Regions from separate parts of the Pan troglodytes genome. Here region 2 is linked to region 1. A link is a contact called in public Hi-C data. All regions are on one chromosome and are shown on one strand. The core of a region is the stretch at or near the end of the contact, and the rest is flanking DNA. Distances in the headings are between cores, read along the strand shown.

Region 1 (3,800 bases), core at 773-3,272:
CGACGAGTCGCACGCCCCACCGAGCTGGAGTCAGCAGCACCATTCAACAAGTCCCTCCTACCAGCTCTCTAAGGGATCCCGCAAAACCTTCCTTTACCACTTCCCCACCCCCAGCCTCCCGCCCCCAGCAGCTGCTTTTGGCAGCATGGCCGGCAGAGGGCACCCTCTACCTTCCCTAGCTTCGTTCTCTGGGTCCCCTCCTCCTCCTCGCCTCCCCTCCACCCCGGTCCCTCATCCCCGCTCTACCCCCAACACACAAACACTGCATCCTCCAGTTCACCCTCGCAGCCCCGAGGCTTCTTCCTTAGGGATGCCCCTAGTCTGTAATCTCCCCTTCTTCTTGCCCGTCAGGCACAGAGCCCCCAGTCCTCAGCTATTTCTTTCCAGGAGTAACTCACTCACCCATTCCTCTTCCCGGCTCTGCATCCCCAGAGACTAACCCGAATCAAGAATCCCCCACGTACATCCCATCCACTCCCCGAAAGTCAAAACTCTTAACTTCCCTGGAGGGCGCTTCAGAAGAGGGGCGCAGGATGGGTAGAGATGTGGGTTCGGCCTGCCCGAGAGTGTCGCAGACCCTTTCAGTTCCCAGCGGTAGGAATTCCGCCTCCCAAGTTTTCCAAGCTACATTGGCTTCGGACTTGTAAGTCCACTTCAGTCTCAACTCCTGGGGAGCAGGTAGCCGTGTGCAGCTCCGGGGAAGGGATGCCGGCTGAAGGCGCAAGCTTCCCTCCCACTCCCCCCGCAAGTCGGCGCGGGGACCACCCACCCCCCTGGAAGGATTCCTAGCCTAGCCCCAGCACCCTCCCCTCAGTCAGGACCCGCGACAGCTCTGGCCCCCTAAGTCTCTCTCGACTACTCCTGGGCTGGGGGAGGGCTGCGAGGGATCCCCGGGTCGCCGTCTTTGCTCCCATCACGCAGCTCTGGGTCTCCTCCAGGCCTTCTCTCCTCTACTTCGTGACTTCCCCGGGTCCCTTTTTCCCTGTTGGTGCCGGCTGACCTTCTGGGTTGTGGGATGGGGGAGAAAACTCCCCAAGAGTAACTCCAAATCGTCCCTTCTACCGGAGGGGAGGAAAGAAGGAGACTGGCCTCGTCCCACAACTTTGGGGTGGGGGATCCCCCAGTCAACTCTCTCCCGCGGACGGGCAGCTCCTGCACCAAGCCCCATTCCCGGCGCTTGCCTACCTCGGGGTCCACACAAACCTCAAGGGTCCCCGGCGGCGGAGTCACATCGTGGTTCCCATTCTGGCTCCAGCGCCCAGCCCCGGTCCCCGTCGCCGTGCTCCTCCCCGCCGGCCCCACAGCAGCCGTGGCAGCTGCATTCAAGTGTCTCATTAAAGCCCCCCGAGCAGGAGGTGGAGGGGCGCACCGGGCTGGCTCCTCTGTCCGGCCCGGGAGCCCGAGGCGCTACGGGGTGCGCGGGACAGCGAGCGGGCGGGTGCGCCCGGGCGCGGCGGCGGCAGCGGCGGGGACCCGGAGCTCCAGGCTGCGCCTTGCGCCCGGGTCAGACATTATTTAGCTCTTCGGTTGAGCTTCGATTGGTCAAACGGCGCCGCCCCCCCGCCCCCCGCTCGCCCGCGCTACCGGTACCCGTTCGGGGCGGCCGCTTAAAGGGAACGCCGCGTCTTTTCCTCGCGCGGGGAACCGAGGGGCGCCCGGGACTCCCCGCTCCCCCGGGGCCTGTCCTCACCTCCTCCCCTAGGGCCCCGCGACATCGCCCTGCGAGTCCTGCGCCCTCCTGGGGCGCCTTGGACAGGACGCCCGCGGCTTCGAGGGGTGTTCCAGCCCCAGCCTCAGCCCCGGGGAACCCCGCGTCCCGCGCCCTCTGCAGAAACCCCGGCTGTGGGCGCTGGGGCGGGAGGGAGCGAGTGAGAATCGCATGCCCCGAGGTCTCGCTCCCCTAGCTTTCAACTCTCCCCTTCCTCCCCATCCCAGCACCCAAGTTCTCTGGGAGAGGGCGTGCGTTTCCCGGGCCACAGACACACCTTCCCGCACCTTCCTGCACTACGGAGCTTGCGAACGCGAGCACACAATGAAATCGCACAGAGCATGGGGGCTATTGGTTTACTCTGCTGCCTTAAACACGCCGGCTTAAACAGAGTTCGCGCACTGACCTCTCTAGAGTTTGCCTAATAGGAATTCAATCAAGATAATAACAGCATTTTTTATTGATGAACGCCCCCAGATAACGTTACACCAAGTTACTTGTTCCAGCCAGGAAGCCCAGGCAATGACAGACCTCGCTAAAGCCACACGCTTTCTAGCCGACCAAACAGAAAAACGGAAAGAGAAAGAAAGAAAACAAACCCACCTTTTCAGTCACTACTTGTCAAAGTAACCATCAAGGCAGCTGCTCCGGGAAAGACTTCGGCCCCAAAACTCCCACACTCTATTATTTTTTCACGTTCCCTTCGCTTAATTAAAGGGGGGAGGGGGCGCGAGTCTTTGGTGCCCGGTATGTACTCCTTCTGTTCTGCAGCAAAGAAGTTAAATTATTGATAGTGGAAATTGCATGGCGGAGGTAATACTCGCACCCCATCAGCGAGAAGCTCCATTTGATCTCGGCAGAGGCAGGGAGATTTCATGCTAGTTCGCCGGGGGGAGCGGCAGCGAGAGCAGCCCTCTCCGCGGTGAATGGGAAAGTGGGTGGGAGTCCACGAGAGGGCTCCACGGTGCCTTGACGTGCGCTGTCATATGATACCTCCGCTGCCTCGAAATAGACACTCTAGTGCACGAATTACCAGAATCAAAATTCAGCGCATTTAAAATGATACATCTTTTATTAGAAGAGTTCCGTTCCAGGGCATTGCATGCTTTTGCAGATGTTTTCACTTCCAGCCCCAGCAAACACACGTATAAGCTAACCCTTTTAATAACGAACCAGGGCAGCCAAGATAAATAAAAAGTCTTCTGCTTTAACCAGAGTGGGGGTAGGTGATTCGAGGGTGGGGGCAGAACTGGCTCAGTTAATCCTCCCCCGCCCTCCACCCCCACCACTTCCCGCAGCAAAAGAGCAAATAGCCTTTCGGGTTCTCATTTGCCTGTAGCCAAGACCCTTGAAGAGAACTTATATGGCTAAGGTCCAGAGGACATTTTCAATTATCCATTTGATGAACTCTGTCAACCGTCTACCTGTGTTTCTGCTTTAAAGCTGAATTTTCTTCTCATTAGTTCAACCAATTTGTGCAGACCTTAAAATTTAGAATAAAGAATAAGACAGCAGTACCGTACTTAACTTGGAGTCCCTGGACCTCCTCGGAGCATAAAAATCACCTGGGTGAGTGTTAAAATGAAGGTCCCTCCTCCTGAAATTGTGATTTAGTAGGGGTGGGGCAGGGCCCAGGAGTTATAATTTTAATAAATACCACAAGCAATTCGAATGCAGACAATCTGAAGTCACACTTTGAGAAACACTCTCTTGGGGGTACAACACTGGGTATCAGAGGAATCTCCCACCAAGCCCACACCCAAATTCTGCAGGCAGCTTTCTGTGTGTGTGTGTTTTTCTGTAATCTCAAAGGGGTTTGACCTAATAATTGCGAAGACTATTGCTGTAAGAATTTCCCTAAAGACTCCAACATTAATTTTGCTAAAGGGAAAGATTTATAAACAGTTTCCTTTCCTGGACCCTCTTGTGGTTACCAAGAATGTGCTGTTGAACTGAATATATAATATTATTACATACTCAGTTCAATTTACCTAAGGGTTTACAGTTAGCAAAATGAATTCACTAACATTAGCTATTTTAGAACTTCTAAAGACTAGTGACAGAAATTATTTACCCGTTTTATAAAAGAAGA
Region 2 (3,800 bases), core at 945-3,444, 410 kb after region 1:
TTCACCTGCTCTAAAGTCTCCAATGACTTCTCACCAGAAGAATAAAACACAAACTCCTTAACGGGTACAAATCTAAAGTCTATGTTATTAACAGCTAAGTTCTACTGGAATCAGAAGAGAATGCTTCCAAACAATGATACAGAAGTAGAGTGACAGTTATGATATATTAAATACAAACTCAAACCTGAATTAGATTCAGATTCAACAAACACTGTATAGGACTGAAAACGATACTCAACACTATCATCTACAGTCCATCTTAAAGCTCTTTTTGGAATATCAGTCTTGGGGGCACTACTCCCACCAACTTACAACCATCAGGGAAGAATAAAAGGTTCAACTGGAGGGAAGGCCGGCACTGACAGCTGAGCTATTTTTTTTCCTCTTAGTTTTCACAGTTGTCAGCAAAAAAAAAAAAAAAAAAAAAAAAAAATCATTTTTATCGTGTCTCTTAATTGATTTGGGGTATTTCTATGATGGGACAAGATGCACTTTCAATATAAAAATATTATGTATTTGTAAATACTTTTCAATAGTAGAAGAGGAAGGGCTGGGTGCCCTGCCTCACACCTGTAATTCCTGCACTTTAGGAGGCCGAGGCGGGCAGATGGCTTGAGGTCAGGAGTTCGAGACCAGCCTGGCCAACACAGTGAATCCCCGTCTCTACCAAAGATACAAAAATTAGCCGAGTGTGGTGGCAAATGCCTGTAATCCCAGCTACTCGGGAGGCTGAGGCACGAGAACTGCTTGAACCTGGGAGGTGGAGGTTGCAGTGAGCAGCGATCACGTCACTGCACTCCAGCTTGGACCACAGAGCGAGACTCTGTCTCAAATAAATGAATAAATAATAGAAGAGGAGATTAATTACTACTATTAAAGGCAGATAATCTTTTAAGTTTTTTTCTTTGTGATTGTGCTTTGTAGATAATCTTTGTTTATTGAAATAGTTCTTACAAACTATGAACTTAATAAGAAGCACTATCTAGTCATTGGATATCACATTCTCTAGCATCAAAGTTCATAACAACCTTCCAAAAACGAAACAGGAGGCTAGACGTGGTGGAATGACACTAAAAATTAAACTCTGTAGAGTGCCTAAATTTCTACCTAATTATCCATAATCTAAACTATATATTATACCACAAAATCAGTCCATTCTGGTCAAATACTCTCTTCTCATCTAATAAACAGCAGTCAGTCTTGGCTTCTCTGTAACTGAGTGACTAATGAGCTCCTAAAAAAAAAAAAAGTCCTGCGGAAACCAAGAACAGACTATAGGACTGATTCTCAATGTTTACAGTTTAATTTCATCTGCAGAGCATTTGCCAAACAGTATCTCTTCCGTACCTCATCTGATCCTCGGCAATCCCGTTAGGCAGTCAGAGCGGCTTTTATCTTGATGCTACCTACAACTGGGGCTCAGGAGGGGTTCCCGATTGACCAGTGCAAGACTAACAGTTAAAGCTCTTCAGACAAAAATTTTATGCAGTGATGAACAAAAGCTCCTCGTTTGATAGGTAAGCCCCTGGGTACGCTTATATGTGCGTCTGAAACAAAACACTCTGAATTTGGAGTCCGGAAAAAAGCTGACACTACAAGGTGCTGGGCAGTTAAAGTTCTCTGCCAGTCTGGGAAAGGGGCCAAGATGCCCTTTAAAACTTAAGACCTTCCTCTCAGAACTTAAGGAGATCCCTGCCCTTCCAGCTGAGCAGTCGAGGATTACGGTCAAGCAGAGCTGTGCTCTTAGCAGGTTCTCGAATCCCTTTTTCCTTTCACTTTCTCCCCAGGTACCCTGATCCCCCACCCCTCAACGCTTCCGTGTTTGTCAAGAAGCCCACCTGGTCTTCTAGACCTGAAGCGGCAGGACCCTCCGTTCCCAATAATACAAGTCACCAAAAGGAGCGTCCCAGAGTCCAGTTTTACCTTCATGTGCCTCTCACTCACTTCAGGCCCAGGCCAGGTTACCGCAACCACTTCACTTTAATGTCCGCCTCCCGGCGCTTCAGACTCAACCACAATATTCAAACCCAAGCCACTTTCCTCAGCGCTTCGTTTCATTGGCTGCCGCTCGCGTGATGTCATCACGTCGGACGCTGTCACGGCTCGCGGCAGCTTGGCGCCAAGAAGCTCAGCCTGGCTGCGCAGGGGAAGCTCTTTGCTTGCTCGTCACCGTGGCAACGCGCGCGGCCGTTTCCGGAGGCGGTGGCCAAAGTGGGCGGGGCTAGGCCGGAGCTGCTGGTGGGAGGCAGCCACTTGAGATCACCAGGCCTCCTGTAGACCGGCGGGTGCAGGGCCCGGTCCCAGAGTTAAGGGTGTGAGTGAGACTGCTGCGGGCAGGGGTTGGCCTATGCCCTCTGCTAGGGGTAGAGGTGGAGTTTGGGTGTGGATTAATGGGTTCTGGGTGTTTATTTTCTTTTCTCTGAGTAGTGAGGCCTCCAAGAAGTTGTAGGGACCTGTTTCTTCCAGACACATTAATATGGGCCAAAATGTGGGGTCTCTTCACCTGAATTAATTGGAGATCTTTTGGGTTGAGGCCTCAGGCTTCATTTCTCAGGACTTCCAGGCCTACTCCCATTAGTACTGACCGTGAAACTATTTTCTGTTTGGTTACTTTTTACATTCTCTGTCTAATGATGGCATAACAAAATAAATTTAAAGATTTTGGCTTGGTTTGTTATTAGGTGAAGTGATTTTTTTAAGTCCCAGGTTATAGATATTATTTCAGCATAGACACTTTAAAAAGAGAGAAAATACCTGGAACAAATCGGAAATACGTTTGCTAAAATAACTTTATTTGGCAGGGTGTTTTTAATAACAGTATCTGAATTTCATTGTTCTATATATTACTGTTATTGTATCCATTTAGCAATTATTTAGATTTTAGACACAATAGTATGCAATGGAATCAAACTCTTCCCTCTTGGAGCTTATATTTTGTGGATTCAATATCACTTTATAAATAGGATGACTCATACCCATGCAGAGTATTATAAATGCAACAATATATGGAAACCTCTGTATTATTGACATTTATTTCCTGTTGAGGAAAATCGGGAGTATTGTGTACTGTATGTGATGCATGTTATATTATTGTTTCTGATCACTAGACAGAGGATCAATAAAGCTACTACTTATTTTTGGCTGTATTACGTGTATCTTAGCTAATGAAATGGTTATTTGTGTGCTGCTGGTCTTGGTAATAAAATCGAGATGTCTTTATTTCCAGTAAGAACTCATTGTATAGTACTTTACGTTTTGACTTCCCAGGTATTTTATTAGTCTCTTTACATATGGTCTCTCAGTTAATTCTCAAAACAGCCCATGAGACGTAGGTAATATTTTCATTTTTCTGAGAGAAAACTGAAGTTTTCAGAAAATTCCTAACACAAAATTTTGTCTTGAACTATACAGGCAAGGCAATTCAGAATTGAGTCATTTGTCTCTGAAATACTTTCTGGATTAAGTGACATTAAGAGAATATCTTAATCCAGTCTGAAAATATGCATATTTTGCCAGTTGCTTGTAAAATTGCATGGATCATTGGTGAAGAATAGAAGTGTTTTAAAGTTTGTCTTTTTTGACACCCACATTGTATAAGGTTTATCAGTGCCACAGATGTTTTCACACCTAATCCAAGTACTTTAGATTTCAAATTCAGTGTTACACTTGCCATTTAACAGTGTTCAGATGATGAGGTCCATATTTTAAAGGAATTGTACATTTGGTTAAAGCAGAGAGATTTTGACATTACAATCAATCCCACTACTGTGCCACCTTGCTCCTTGTAGTTTCTAAACATA

The links. Hi-C and Micro-C count contacts between places; a contact is called where the count stands out from the background.
Region 2: a contact with region 1 is called in a Hi-C map of stem cell-derived neural progenitor cells, with 4 times the contacts expected there. The contact joins the promoter of KIF18A here to the enhancer-like site in region 1. A contact is called at or near these places in 2 of 7 Hi-C or Micro-C datasets (blood and stem cell-derived neural progenitor cells) and 1 of 1 datasets of contacts at active chromatin or transcription factors (stem cell-derived excitatory neurons).

What each region holds. Positions count from the first base shown.
Region 1 is chr9:31,703,934-31,707,733 of NHGRI_mPanTro3-v2.0_pri, forward strand. No RefSeq gene overlaps it. Among named protein-coding and RNA genes, the nearest start is that of BDNF, 45 kb to the left of the region's middle. Within about 2 kb of position 2,023, at least 5 of the 24 cell types and tissues checked have an H3K27ac peak or open chromatin away from gene starts, as enhancers often do. A contact at or near this core is called in stem cell-derived neural progenitor cells, where this site is marked.
Region 2 is chr9:32,112,853-32,116,652 of NHGRI_mPanTro3-v2.0_pri, forward strand. KIF18A (kinesin family member 18A) reads right to left here and starts at 2,195. Exons shown (of 17, transcript XM_016920599.4): 1 at 1,924-2,195. METTL15 (methyltransferase like 15) reads left to right here and starts at 2,099. Exons shown (of 7, transcript XM_003312973.7): 1 at 2,099-2,312.